Linked DNA regions of Mus musculus: all the other regions are linked to region 1. A link is a contact called in public HiChIP or PLAC-seq data. All regions are on one chromosome and are shown on one strand. The core of a region is the stretch at or near the end of the contact, and the rest is flanking DNA. Distances in the headings are between cores, read along the strand shown. Region 1 has its middle 10 kb from the start of Gm36223. Region 2 has its middle 71 kb from the start of Gm30032. Region 3 overlaps Gm30032 (a long non-coding RNA gene).

Region 1 (4,766 bases), core at 1,110-3,609:
AAAAACACTTGGAGGAGGGGGACCATGGGTGAGGCCAGAGCTTCAGGCATCTGCCCAGGCCCTCAGAGTCACCCAAGGGACACGGTTCTAATGTGCCCAGGGAGTGTTTCTGTAACAACCACAAGTCTTGGCCAGACCACCTGGCTGTCACCTGGAGCTCTCTGGTCCCTGCCTGGAGTCATTGTTGAGGAGGAAAGAGACCTCCAGAGGGCCAGGACTAATGTTCCTGCAGAGGAACAAAGCATGCTGCTGTAAAGCACTCACTCACAGATTAAGGTAGGACTCAATCCCATGAACACAGACAGGAAATGTCCAGAGCAGGCATACACATGCACCTCGTAGGTGTCTCTGGTCTTCTGAGTTATTGCACAGGAATCTTTCACATGCAGCACACATGGTACAGAAAAAGCAAGCCAGTCCATCCCAGCTACATATGTGTACATGCATGTGTGGAAGAGAACAGCACATGGCTGCTCACATAGGACAAGAGACCTCACTTGCAACACACACATATACCACATACATTCACACATGTATGCACAAATATAAACAGATACACACATGCAGACACACATACACTCACACATACTTCCACATATATAGACATGCACTTGCATACATATATACATTCACACACATATACATACATATAGTCACATACACTACACTCACACACTCACTTACACATAAATACATACACACTCATGTATACACATATGCATATATATGCTCACACACATACAAATACGCACATACACTTACACACATATATATGCCTACACAAACATATACATACATACACTCATGTACACACATACACACATATACATATACACATATACTTACATAGACACATACTAACCCATGTATACACATACACTTATGTACATACATATACATATATACATACAAACATTTATACATACCAACATATATACACACAAATATATACATATATACATTCACACACATATACTTACACACATATATATATACAAACACACACTCACACTTATAGTACACACTCATGCACACACATATGCATACATATATGTATATACTCACACAAATATATACTTAAACATACATGCACATACACTCATGCACACACATATACATATATACATACACACACATATACACAGACATACATGCACATACACTCACACATACATAGTTACACATACATACACATGCACTCATGCACACACATACACATATATACATACACACATATACACATATATACTCAAACATACACTCATGCACACACATACACATGCACTCATGCATACACATATATACATACAGAAACACATATACACATACATGCATATGAACACACACACACATACTTCTTGTACCATGCTGTCATCTAGAACCTAGAAGAGGAAAGAGTTTTGGTGTGTACTGAAGAGCCAAGATAGAATTCTGAGTGGATCAGAACAGAGACCAAAGAGAGTCATGTAGTCAGAAACAGGGTGCAGGTTTTAATGTGACCACCCCAAGTGACCTCAACAATCTTGCTTACAGAAGGTCTGCTGGAACAGGAATGGTGCCAGGGGCTCCTCAGTGAGCAGTAGTGTGGAAGGAGAGGACAACAAAGCATGGGCCGAAGACTGTCCTTGGGCCTCCATGTCCTCATCTGTAAAATGGGCATAGATGCAAGGCACAAAGGACATCAGGGCTGGGCCAGGTGCTAGACTCATTCCATACAGTGAAATCAGACCAGAGCAAATGGAACCAGCTTCTGGTGGTAGAGTCTACCACCCTGGGAAAACTGAGGCCCAGAGACAGAGGTTAGATGGATACAAGCTGATCTCACAAAGGAGGGAATGGCAGGCAAGCCTTCTGCTTATATTTGACAGCTGTGTCACCCCCACCAGGGGCCCCAACAGACACAAGAAGGGAGCAAGAGGTGAGGGCCACCAATGGGCCTGCAGCATCCACACCCTTAAGCTCCCCACAAGCTCAGGATGCTACTGAGAAATAGCCATGTCCCAGAGGGGGAAACAGAGGCACACATCTCAGTCACCTGCAGAGATCCCAGAGCCAAGTGTGTGACAAGGCTGGGCCTGCAGCCAGTGCTGACACTTCTGGGATCCCTCTGCAGCCGGCCCGGCCCTCTGTCACTAGCTTCCCTAGTGTCCAACTCCAGACAGTGGTGTTTCCTCCCTTCCTGCCCAGATGGTGACTGTCGCTTTGTCCTGAGGGTGTCCTCCTTTTGCTCTGCTTTCTCTGGCTTTCTTTCTTTCTTTCTCTCCCCCAGCCGCAATTGGAAGGACAGAGAAGCAATTCCCTGGATGGCAGGAGCAAACAAAAGGGGCGGCTGTCAGCTAGTCCCAGGGCCCTGCCACCCAGAGCTGGGGATATGGAAATGAGCTGGTGCATATGCAAATGAGACTCCTGGTGATTTGCATGGGGCTGCAGAATAAAGTGGAAGAAGGCGGTGGGAGGCTGTCAAGTTCTGCCAGCCCCTCCGTGGGGCCTCTTCTTGGTACTTGGCCTCTGCAGATAACCTCCCTAGGGACAGCCTCTCTGAATGCTGGTCCTTTACAGTACGAAGGATCTGGGCAGCTGTAGGGCTTCCTCCTTCCTATCTGGGTAAATAAATCGAATTTTCTGTTTATTGCCTCGTTGTGCCAACATGCTGCTGGTTGGGTGTTTTATGAAATGCAGAGAGAAGTCTGAGATGGTGCTTAGTGAAATGGTGGACCATGAGGGACACTCAGAGCAGGTGCTATAGACAGCAAATATACAGAGGAGCCTCCTCCTGCCCAGGCTGAGAATCCAAGGCAGCTTTGATGTGCTCTGGATGATGTGTGTGCAGAGTACTGGGGCAGGGGTGGGGGGAGTCAGGCTCCAAGGGCCCTCTCAGCAGGGCCTGGCTGGGTGGAGGATGGGTAAGGGGATGAAAGAGAAAAATAAATAAGGAAAAGAGCTTGAAGGATGGCTGGATGCATGGGTGCAGAGATGCTCGGATGATCAAACACCATGGCCAAAGCAACATGGGGAGCCAAGGTTTATTTGGCTTAGGCTTCCACATCACTGTTCATCCCCAAAAGCAATAACAGCAGGAACCTGGAGGCAGGAGCTGATGCAGAGGCCATGGAAGGGTGCTGCTTACTGACTTGCTCCTCATGGCTTGCTTATCCTACTTTCTGATAGAACCCAGGACTGCCAGGCCAGGACAATACTGCCCACAAGGCTGAACTCCCAGGGTTTGTCCCAGGCTCTTGACTTGAAAATGGGTCTGGCAATCCCAATCCCAAGGACCTCTCTGCTAGTAGCTCAGCGGAGACAAAGAGGAGCACAGGCTTCCTCAGCACCCTACACAAAGAGCATAAATGCCTAAGTGTGTAAGCTGGCCTTTTCTGTCAGTGAGCCAAGATCATCAGTGAGATGCCCGGAGGCTCACAGGAAAGCATGGATACTTTCTCCTTAGTGAGATAAAATACTTGACAAAGGCAACGTAAAAGAGAAAGGATGTATTTCAACTCACAGGTCCAGAGGGATACAGTGTATTGTCGCAAGGAAGGCCTGGTGGCTGGAACAGGAGGCTGGTTGGTCACATGACATCCACAGTCCAAATACACAGAGAGGAATATTGCTGCTCAACTCCCTCTCTCCATTCCTGTAGTCCAGGACTCCAATCAGGCAAAGGTGGCACCCACAGCGAGTAGATCTTCCCACCTCAGTTAATGTAATTGAGATAATCCCTATAGGCATACCCAGAGGCCCACCTCCCAGGTGATTCTAGATTCTGTTAAACTGGCAACTAGCACTGGCCATCACAGTGGGTGTATAACCCTGGCACAAGATGAAGTTATTATCCACACTGTGTCTACATAGAATATAACATCAGGACACAGCTGCTGCTCCAGCCATGTGCTGAACAGTTTTGTATCAACTTGACATAAAGCTAAAGTGATCTGAGAGGAGAAAGCCTGGAGTAAGAAAATGCATCCGTGAGCCAGCACTTGGGAGGCAGAGACGGTGTACCTCTGTGAGTTCAAGGCCAGCTTGGTCTACAGAGAGAGTTCCAGGAGAGCCAGGGCTACAGGGAGAAACTCTAGGGGAAGGAGAGTGTAGACACAAAACAAAACAAAACAAAACAAAACAAAACAAAACAAAACAAAACCAAACACAAAACCAAACAAACAAAAAATGCCTCCATTAAGATTAGCCTGTAGGCAAGCCTATAGGGAATTTTCTTAATTATTGATTGATGGGGGAGGGCCCAGCCCATTGTGGGTGGAGCCAACCCTGGGCTGGTGGTCCTGGGTTCTATAAGAAAGCAGGCTGAGCAAGCCATGGGGAGCAAGCCAGTAAGCAGCACCCCTCCATGGCCTCTGCATCAGCTCCTGCCTCCAGGTTCCTGCCCTGCTTGAGTTTCCACCCTGACTTCCTTCAGTGATGGACTATGATGTGGAAGTACAAGCTAAACAAACCCTTTCTCCCTAAGTTGCTTTGGTCATGGTATTCACCACGACAATAGTAACCCTAAGACACTTCTGCAGCAGCCCCTCCCCTCACACGGATACTGACAGGTACCTACTGAGACACTGTCTGTGAAGCCCAAGCTAACAGAATCTCAGGACCTGTCTTCAATACCACAGGGTAGTGAAGACACCACACACACGGCTCCCCACCCCTACCCTGCCTCCTACCTGGGAATCAGAGAGCCTGTCTGTAGACTTGTGCTGGGAAATCTCACCATCCTCAGAAAAGTATTTATGTTCAAACAGACTCCACTCTGTCACATA
Region 2 (4,366 bases), core at 252-2,751, 530 kb before region 1:
TGTCATCTTTGTGTGCTCATGTCCTGTCCTGGCTGAGGCGGGGTAGGGTGATCTACCGTTGTGAGCTGTGGTTACCCCAAGGACTTAGTCTTCCTGTTGCTCCAGTCTCCAGCATCCCCCATCCCTGACAAGATGTCTGTCTTCACAGATGAGGAAACAGATGACCGGAGGGCTGAACCTTTATAATTCCTAGGCACCTTTGCTGGTGTCCAGCCCCTCGAACAGCCCACAGTGTCTCCTCCTGGAGCACCCTCCAATGGGCAGATGGGTCAGGTCCCTTCCTTCTTTGCCCATCATTAATTTTGTGATATGAAAGAGGGGGTACTGACCCTCTCCAGTCCTCACCCATGCTCTGCCAAGCATAAGCCTGGACCCACCCATGTGTCGATGCCCTCTTGTTGGCCAAGTGGTTCTGGGATAGTGAGAGGACCCTAGATCACTCAACCTTCCACTTACCCTGGGACTTTGGTCGAGAGTCTCTCTCTCTCTCTCTCTCTCTCTCTCTCTCTCTCTCTCTCTCTCTCTCTCTCTCTCTCTCTCCTGCTCTCCTCTCCAGCTTTCACTGTCTCCTTACATGAAGATGATGACATGAGCTTACTCTGCTGTGAGACTTGGCCCTGTGCCCAGCTTGGGGGAAGCACCAGTCAGGTTGGTGGGGATAGTCATGTCCTCCTGCCTACAATGAGGAACACCGAGCTCCTCAGCGCTGGTCTTCCAGGGCCCCAGCCTCTGAGTCAGAGCCGGGTATGAAGAAGGAACAATTTTCTGACCCTGCGTTCAGGCTGCCAGAGCCATTTAGGGGTGTCAGACAAGGAGTAGCCCCTAACACCCAAGCTGCCTAGGTGGTGGCCGGCGTTGGGGTGGCTTCCTCTGACCTTAAACCCTAACGCTCCTGCCCACATCTGCAGCTAAATAAACCAAGTAATCATGCTGGCAGATAGATAATTAAATAATTATCAGGCACTTAATAACGAGGAGTGGGAGCCCTGCCTCTCCGCATTAGACAGTGTCTTTGAGGGCTAATTGTTGCATTACATCAGAGTCCCCTCATTCATTACTCTTGTCATTTCGGGTGATAATTTGCACTTTAGGAGACAGCGACAATTTTAGCAGGCAATTAGAGACGTGTCAGGCCTGGCCCTGTGAGTTACTGTCACAATTATTGCCCTCCCCCCCACACCCCACCGTCCTCATTTGCAACCATGTATTTAAGGGGATTTGGGTAATTCTAGGTCTGGGTAAAACAGCCAACCCATGGGACGGTGGAAGGTCTGGGGATCGGGCAGATACCAGTACCAGAGCAGGGGAGGGATGCTGTACACAGATCTGCAGGGATGGGGCTTCTCGTTGGTGGACAGAAACTGCATCTAGTCGCCCATCAGTGGGGTTCTCCTTCCCTGGTGGCTCTTGATGTTCTTCCACCCTTCCCGGGCATCTTTCTCAGCTCTTTTATAACCGCTTGAGTGCACGTGATTAAGATCTCTTTGCAAGTCTCTGAGAGGCAGGAGAGAATCAGAATGGGCGGAGGAAAGAGGAACGGAGACAGGGAACTGGGAAGTATTCACTAGGGTTTTTAAACCGTAATTTTATTTTCTGTGTTTTGGCATCTTGGGGACTGTTGGGCCTGGGGATAGACTGCTCTTTCCAGATCAGCTGGTTTCTACAGACAGGGGCAAACCAGCTGGATCCCAGCACGACCCCACCCACCTGCTCACTTTACCAGGATTCTACCACCTGGGGGGCCTTGTCCTCAACCGGGAGTCAGCCTGCGCTGAGTCATCCTGAGCCTTACTTACTTAGCTGGGGTTTCTGTTGCTGTGCTGAAACATGGTGGCTAAAAGCAACTTGTGAAGGGGAAGGGCTTATTTTACCTTACACTTTTCTGCATCATGGTTCATCACTGAGGTAAGTCAGCAGGGACTCAAGGCTGGACCCTGGAGGCAGGAGATGAAGTGACACCATAGAAGAATGCTGCTTATTGGCATGCTCCCCATGGCTTGCTCATGCTTTCTTATACCACCCAGGATTCCCTACCCAGGGATGGCGTAATCTACAGAGGGCTGCTCCCTCCCTCCCACATCAATCATCGATCAAGAAAATACCCTATATCCTTGCCCACAGGCCAGTCCTATGGAGAAAGTTCTCAGTTATGATTCCCATTTTCCAGATTAGTCTAGGTTTGTCTCAAGTTGACATAAAAGTAGCTAGCACAGATGGGCAGTGGGTAACCCAGGACTGCCCCTACCTAAAGTTCACTGAAGCTACCAAATAGGCAGCCCGCTATCTACTTGCAGATCTAGACCTCCTCCCACCATGCTATGGCAGAAAGCTCTGATCCATATTCATCCTTGCTTTCTGCCTCCAGCAGACTCCAGTGCCTCCCGGACTGGAACCCGCAGGTGCAGACACTCCCTGGGTGTTTGGGGACTGTGCCTCTGTAGAACACTGCTTATCTCTTGGTCCCCTTGGCAGGAAGAGGAGAGAGGGGGGAGGAGAGAGGGAGTAGAGGGGGAAAGGAGAGAGGAAAGAAGAGGAGAGAGGGAGGAAGAGGAGAGAGGGTAGGGGAGAAGGAGCAAGAAACAGGGAAGGGAAGAGAGGGAGAGAGGAAGAGAAACACACACAGGGGTGGGGCAAGAGAAACAGAGCTGGGAGGGCAGAGAAAGGGCGATACTCAAAAGTTGTGTTTGAGAGCAATACGTTTTCACTGACTCCTCATCATTAAAGCCCGGTGCCTGGGTTTATGACTTCCTTGATCCTGAGAAACTCCACAAGACCATGAGTTAGCAAAACATATTTTGACTGGCTACAGGAGACTCAGAGGAAAAAGCACTGTCACACTCAAGTGCAAAATTCCACAAAAAAAGAGGAATTGAAACTGTAGCCACCACCTTGCAACTATATCCTGAGCCATAAGACAAGAAAAGCATTCTATGGCCTAAGCTGCTTCTTTCCCAACAGCTGTCAGTGGAAAATGCCTGCATCCACTTCCGGGTCATAGGACACCTGCATGGAGATGTGTGTTGTCCAGAATGTGGGTTAGCCTCAGTTTTCCTGTGTTTTAAGTTCTGGAACCTGGGTTGTACCTGTCTCATCTCAGAGGTGTGAGCTCTGATCTGCAGGGAAATGAAACAGACAGAGGCTGTGAGCCACTGTTCTGAGTAAATGACCCAGAGGTTTAGCCTTCGTTCTCAAGCTCTTACTGTTGTGGTTGTATGTTCCCCATGTGACTTCACTGGGACAGCCTCCCTGTTCCCAGAAACACATGGCTGTGTGTCTCTGGTTTCTGTTGTGTTGGGACCTGACCCGAGAAGGACCTCTGTTGTGCTGGCTGGCTGTGCACTGTGAGAGGAAGCCACCATCCCCTACACCCTTGAGCCCACTGCATAACTGAGAGCAGAAGGCAGGTACCTGTTGCTGTTCTTGTTGCCATGACAAAAGTCACTTAAGGGAAGAAGGGCTTGTTTTGTTCAGAGGTTCTGTCCATAGTGGTGGCAGTGTAAAGGAAGAGATGGCCCACCTCATGAACAGGAAGGGAGAGGAGGGAAGGAGCTAGGGCGCAGGAATTCCCCTAAAGTCCCACTCTGCCAGTGACCACTTTCTCCAATCACACCCACTACTGAAACATTCCAGAACCTTCTAAAATAATAATACTCAGAGTACAGACCTTGAGGAGATAGCTCATATTCAGATGACCACACAGATGTCCCACACTTCCTATGAGCCTAGCTCTGTAGCTCTGAGCTCACCGCTGCAGCCCCTTCTACAGATGTGGAGACTGAGGCTTAGGGAAGAGCCATTTCTTGAGGAAAGGTAATCAGGCAGAGGGAAGGTTGGGTCTGACTCAGGATCAGACCACAATCCTCCCTGTTACTCCAGGAAAGGTCATTGACCTCATACAGAGCCTTTCTGGAAATACTACTTCCACTCCAGCATGAGGAATAGTGGTACAGGGCATAGAACATCCCCTTTGTACATTCAAAAACTATAAGCCAATCCTGGGGGCTCTCTTCAGGAACACTAGAAAATTGAAAGGAAGGGAGATGGGGGAGGGTTCAAGGTCGTACCGTGCAACCTAGGAAGATGGTATCTCAAAATACAAAATGTTGAAAATAGATCTCCAGGCATAGCTCAGAGGTGCTTGAGGCTTAACCCTCATCCAAAATAAAATTTAAATATATATTAATGTATATATCTAGAGCCAGAGATGGTGGCACTTGTCTATTATGCCAATAGTTTGGAGTCTAAGGTGGGAGAATTGCAAGTTTGAGGCCAGCCTGTTCTATACAGTGAGACTCCACCATCTCTCTCTCTCTCTCTCTCTCTCTCTCTCTCTCTCTCTCTCACACACACACACACACACACACAC
Region 3 (4,701 bases), core at 523-3,022, 590 kb before region 1:
CCTCCTGCTTCTCCTCTTGCTCTCCCTGCTCCCCCTCTTGCTCCTTCTGCTCCTCCTGCTCCTCTTCTTGCTGCTCCCCCTGCTCCTTCTCCTCCTGCTGGTTGCTGGTATCCTGAAGATGAAGATCAAACTTGCCCCAAGGATGCCCCTAATCAGCAGGAAGCAGCTTAACTTGATATGGACACCTCCTTTCTCCTCCAACCTTCTTCCTCTCTTACCTAGTGTTGGGGGATTGGAAGGGATAAGGGTGGAGCAAGGCGTTAGAAAAAGGAAACGCATAAAGGGAACCCTTGGCCATCAGTGGAGCCCACAGGTGAGTTCTAGGAACTAGAATGGGGTGGGTGTGGGGTGGGTGGGAAGGTGGGTAGACACTGCAGCATGCAGGAATGGTGGGGTGGGGGAGGGGCAGAGTCAGAAAGTGGAAGTCAGGGAAGGCCCCAAGCTTGGCCACTGGTATCCTGCTGTGCAATTTTGGGCACATCACATGATTTCTCTGATCCTTGCCTTCCAGGGCTGGGACTGGGAGCCTTCAGCACAGGATGGGATGGAAGTGTGGTTATCAGGTGAGGTACCTCACTGAGTCTGGTACCCACTGGCCATAGCAGGTATGTCAACGCTGCCGACATGCAGTGGTGACCCGTGAGGGTGGGCTCTGGAGTCATGTGGACTGGGTTCAAACTTCGCTTCTTGGCTGTGAGAATTTAGGCAGCCTTCTGCTGCTGGAGCCCATGTCCCTGACTGGCAGGGTGGGGTCTGGTCCTTCACTGCCCTGTGTGGATGGTTTATGGATATGAGAAAGCCCCATGCATCAGGTGTACACTCAGACCATGGACTGCTTAGAATTCACAGGGAGTTGAAAGTCAGTACCAGGCAGGCCATAGGCTCTTAGCAGCTGTCAGGTATGTGTGTGTGTGTGTGTGTGTGTGTGTGTGTGTGTGTGTGTGTTTGTTGGGTGGGCATCAGGCTGTGTCTGCCAAGTGGGTGGTCATGGGGTTTGGAGGGTGATGTGAGAGTGTTTCTAAAACGATCTCCTCCCAAGCTTGCTAACTTACTGTGTGACCTTGGGCCAGCCCCTCAACCTCTCTGGACCCTGCTCCCTTGTGTGTAAATCCTGGAAAGGTTTACTTAAGTGCTAAGGTTTTGTTTGTTTGTTTGTTTGTTTGTTTTCTTCTTCAGAGCCTTAAAAAAAAATCGATGGTTATAAAGGTTTGTGGTTAGCGAGAACCATCTGCCCCAGGCAAAGACCAGACCCTCCCCAACCTTTCAGGCAGAAATAAAACAACAAGCAGCCGGTTTTGCAAATTGCCATCTCGGAGGTCGTAAGCACTGGTATCTGCTTTTGTGCGCGACTTGATTGAAATTCTTCTGCGATGGCGGGTGTCCCCACCATCAGTGCCTTAATTAGAAATGAGGACAGTCACATCGGCATAAATTAAATCAGACTAAAGATGATTAACAAAGTAAATGCAAGGAATCATTAAATTAAACCATTGTGCCAGGTCCTCTGCCTATCTATCACAAATTTGGGCTGCTAATGAGGGTCTTAATTAGTAAGTTAGGTCGAAATAATTCATGCCAGTCACTCAGAGGCAGACCCCCTTTCCTCCTCTGCATCTTACCCGGTCTTTCTGCTTCCAGCTCCGAATGCAAATGCATCGGGCCGTGGACCACGGACGGACATCGCTGACAAATGACATCATTCTCCCATGATCAAACCCTCCTGGCACTGGATGTGTTTGCTGTGATGCCTGGGGCGAGGCCCCGTTCGCCACAAGGGGCGAGATTAGTCCTAACACAACTGGACTGCAGATAGATGAGACCTGGTTCTGGATTCATCAGCTGGGAGGCAGAAGAGTGAGGGCTGCAGACAGGAGACTTGAGGGGTCATAGAGTGGCCCAGGGTAGACCTGGGGACTCTGGTGTTGGGTTTTATAAAAAAGAAAGGCAACCCAGGGATACGTTTGGTAGAGGCATGGTATGGTGCAGGGGAAGTGGGTGCCTCTGTGGGTGTGCACCTCTCCCCTGAGGTACCATAGTATAGAATTAGAGTTTAGGGCACAGAGAGGGAAGTTGAGGGGGTAGTAGAGACAGAGAAAGGTAGAGAGAAAGGGTCAGGGAAGGGGGAGAGGGAGAGTAGTAGAGGCTGGCCGTGAACATGGAGAGAGAAGGGAGGGGAGGGGAATGGGAGTAAGGGAGTAAGAGGCTGAGGAGGGGGCAGGCAGCCCCTTTTATACTGAGGCCAGCACACCTGGCTGTTGCCAGGTAACTGTGGGGTGGAGCCTAGAAGAAATGCTAACATCTGGTATCCCAGGATTCCCTGCTCTTCCCAGCTGTGTTCAGCAGATCTGCTCACACTCCCTATCTACTGAGGAAGAATCAGAGAGGTGAATGGACTTGCCTAAGGTCACACACAGAGGCAGAGCCTGACTCAGCAGCCCATCCTGGCTCTACCAGTGATGGCCAGGTGGCTGGGTGGCAGGTGGGCGTGGATGTGTGGTAGGAACTCAGAAGGGAAAGCAGAGTAGACCAATTGAGGATGGGCTGGGGAGATGGAGAGCCTTTGGTGTCAGAGACTTGGCGTGGATATCAGAATCTGCCAGTGATGTCTACTCACCGAGTCTCGGTTTCCTCATCTGTAGTTTGGGTGCAATGAATATCGACTGGTGTGAGCTTTTTGAGGTTTCAGTGATGTCTTGTGAGATGTGTGTAGTGAACGATTCTTCTGTCACCATCCTGGTGGTTGTCTGGGGACTCAGTTAAGCTTTTGGATTGCTATGAACCCTATGAACCCCAATGACTCCTTCATCAAGACGCAGATGGGTTGGGTTCTCCTGCCCTCAGGAACGGGCAATCGGGAAGGCTTGATATTTGAGGTCATCAGACTGTTGGCTGGGACACAGGAGTGATGACGTCCCTGTCACATGGCAGGCTGGCTAGCATCGGTATTATTGGCCATGGAAGCCATCCAGTCAGGGGTGGGTTCCAGGGCACAGTGTGGCTCCAGCTGCTGTTCCTGCCTCAGCTGCTCAAGTCTGAGTGGGTGCTGTGGCCTAGATAATGTCACCTCCACCTTCCCCAGAGGTGACCATGCCTCATACCTGAGTACTTTGTGCACACGTTCCTTTCTATAGCAAAAGGAATTTTTGTGTGTCTGTGAGTTGATAACCGGTCTTAGGCTAGGAGCCGATCCTAGATAGAGAGTCATAGTGCAGTGACAGGTGTCTCCCTAAGCACACACCTGGGGTGGGAGGGGCCTGGTCCGTGGGAGGGGCCTGGGTTCATGGGAGGGGCCTGGGTCCTAGTTGTCAGTCAGAACACCTGTGACTGCTTCTCCCAGATGATTTGGAAAGAGACTTCATTGAGAAAGATGATTTTAGTGGCAGAGGTAGTGTAGACAACAGAATACCAGGTAACTCATATCTATCTATCTATCTATCTATCTATCTATCTATCTATCTATCTTTCATTCATTCATTCATTCATTCATTATTTATTTATTTGGTCAAGGGTGAGTGACAGAAAACATTTCACTCACTTTTGGATGCTCACAGCCAAGGTCATGAAAATTGTTACCTATTTCCAGAGCCTTCCATTGCCCTGAGTAGAAAGTCTTACCCTCTGCTAGAGTGTGTGTGGCTTCTGGTGTCTTCTTTGCTGTGCGGCGTTGACTCTGGAGTCTGTGTACTCCGGGTAGGCAGAGACGCTGAATATTTGTGCTTTTACATCTGGTTTATTTCCCTCTATACCAAGTCCTCAAGGGCCACTGGGGGCCAGTGTGAGAGCTTAACCCTTACAGCCAACACTGGGGTTGGTTTGTGGGGGCACAGTGGACGAGCGGAGGCCCCAAAGTCTGAACTCAGACAGATCTGCTGGTGTCAGAGTGGGGAATGTGGTCACCTTGCTCACATCCTCCATCCCCCACCCCTTCCAGTGACAGTTACTGGCCTCCAGGTACCCACAGCCCAGCCGCAGCTCAATGCGGCCGCCCCTCCCCCACAGGACATCCATTAATTTCCTTCTGCCTGCCTGGCCCAGAACAATCACTTTTTCATTGATTTTGCTTCAATTAATTAAAAAATCCATCCGACCACTCCACAGCGTGATGGACTTTGAGGAGTCAGAAGAAAATAAATAAATTAGTCTTGGAACAATGGGGTGGGCTTGAGGAGGAGGAGGAGGAGGTGTGGGGAAGTCATGGGGAGACTCCCAGCCAGGACCAGTTCAGTGGTGCAACATGCACAGTTGTCCCATAGGCCTGGGTCTGGGGGTTGTGTGGCTGAGATTGCCCTGCACATAACTGCTGTTCCGTGAGCATTTGTGGGTGGTTGGGGTTTTGTATGCATTTTCCCATTGGCCTTGATCAGAGACCTGAGAGATGGAAGATGAAATCAGTGCTCAGAGAGGTTGATGTCTTGTCTGAGGCCACACAGCAAGGACCTGCAGGGGAGAGGCATCACCCCTTTCTTTTGTCCACTTACCTACATACATTGCTTAGTTGCTCAGCCCAGGGCCACTTAGAAAAATGGCAAGCTTAGTGCTTTGTAAGAGTCTGCAGGATGTTCTCTGAGAGGGAATCCTTGAGAACAGGACTTCCAGATGCTGCTGAGGGTTGGAGGGTACTTTTCCTGGTCACGTGTGTATGTATGTGTACATGTATGTAAATGCTTGTATGAGCCCATGTATGTGCACATGTGTGTGCAT

The links. HiChIP or PLAC-seq counts read pairs in DNA pulled down with a chosen protein or histone mark.
Region 2: an H3K4me3 HiChIP or PLAC-seq map of embryonic basal ganglia shows a contact between it and region 1, with 4 times the contacts expected there. The contact joins two enhancer-like sites. A contact is called at or near these places in 1 of 115 datasets of contacts at active chromatin or transcription factors (embryonic basal ganglia) and 2 of 9 other capture datasets (embryonic stem cells and embryonic tail).
Region 3: an H3K4me3 HiChIP or PLAC-seq map of embryonic basal ganglia shows a contact between it and region 1, with 4 times the contacts expected there. The contact joins two enhancer-like sites. A contact is called at or near these places in 1 of 115 datasets of contacts at active chromatin or transcription factors (embryonic basal ganglia) and 1 of 9 other capture datasets (embryonic tail).

Annotation. Positions count from the first base shown.
Region 1 is chr5:111,517,289-111,522,054 of GRCm38.p6, reverse strand. No RefSeq gene overlaps it. Among named protein-coding and RNA genes, the nearest start is that of Gm36223, 10 kb to the right of the region's middle. Within about 2 kb of position 2,359, at least 50 of the 459 cell types and tissues checked have an H3K27ac peak or open chromatin away from gene starts, as enhancers often do. A contact at or near this core is called in embryonic basal ganglia, where this site is marked.
Region 2 is chr5:112,047,391-112,051,756 of GRCm38.p6, reverse strand. No RefSeq gene overlaps it. Among named protein-coding and RNA genes, the nearest start is that of Gm30032, 71 kb to the left of the region's middle. Within about 2 kb of position 1,501, at least 20 of the 459 cell types and tissues checked have an H3K27ac peak or open chromatin away from gene starts, as enhancers often do. A contact at or near this core is called in embryonic basal ganglia, where this site is marked.
Region 3 is chr5:112,107,447-112,112,147 of GRCm38.p6, reverse strand. It overlaps Gm30032 (a long non-coding RNA gene), which reads left to right. Exons shown (of 4, transcript XR_880589.2): 3 at 512-605. Among named protein-coding and RNA genes, the nearest start is that of Gm30032, 11 kb to the left of the region's middle. Within about 2 kb of position 1,772, at least 29 of the 459 cell types and tissues checked have an H3K27ac peak or open chromatin away from gene starts, as enhancers often do. A contact at or near this core is called in embryonic basal ganglia, where this site is marked.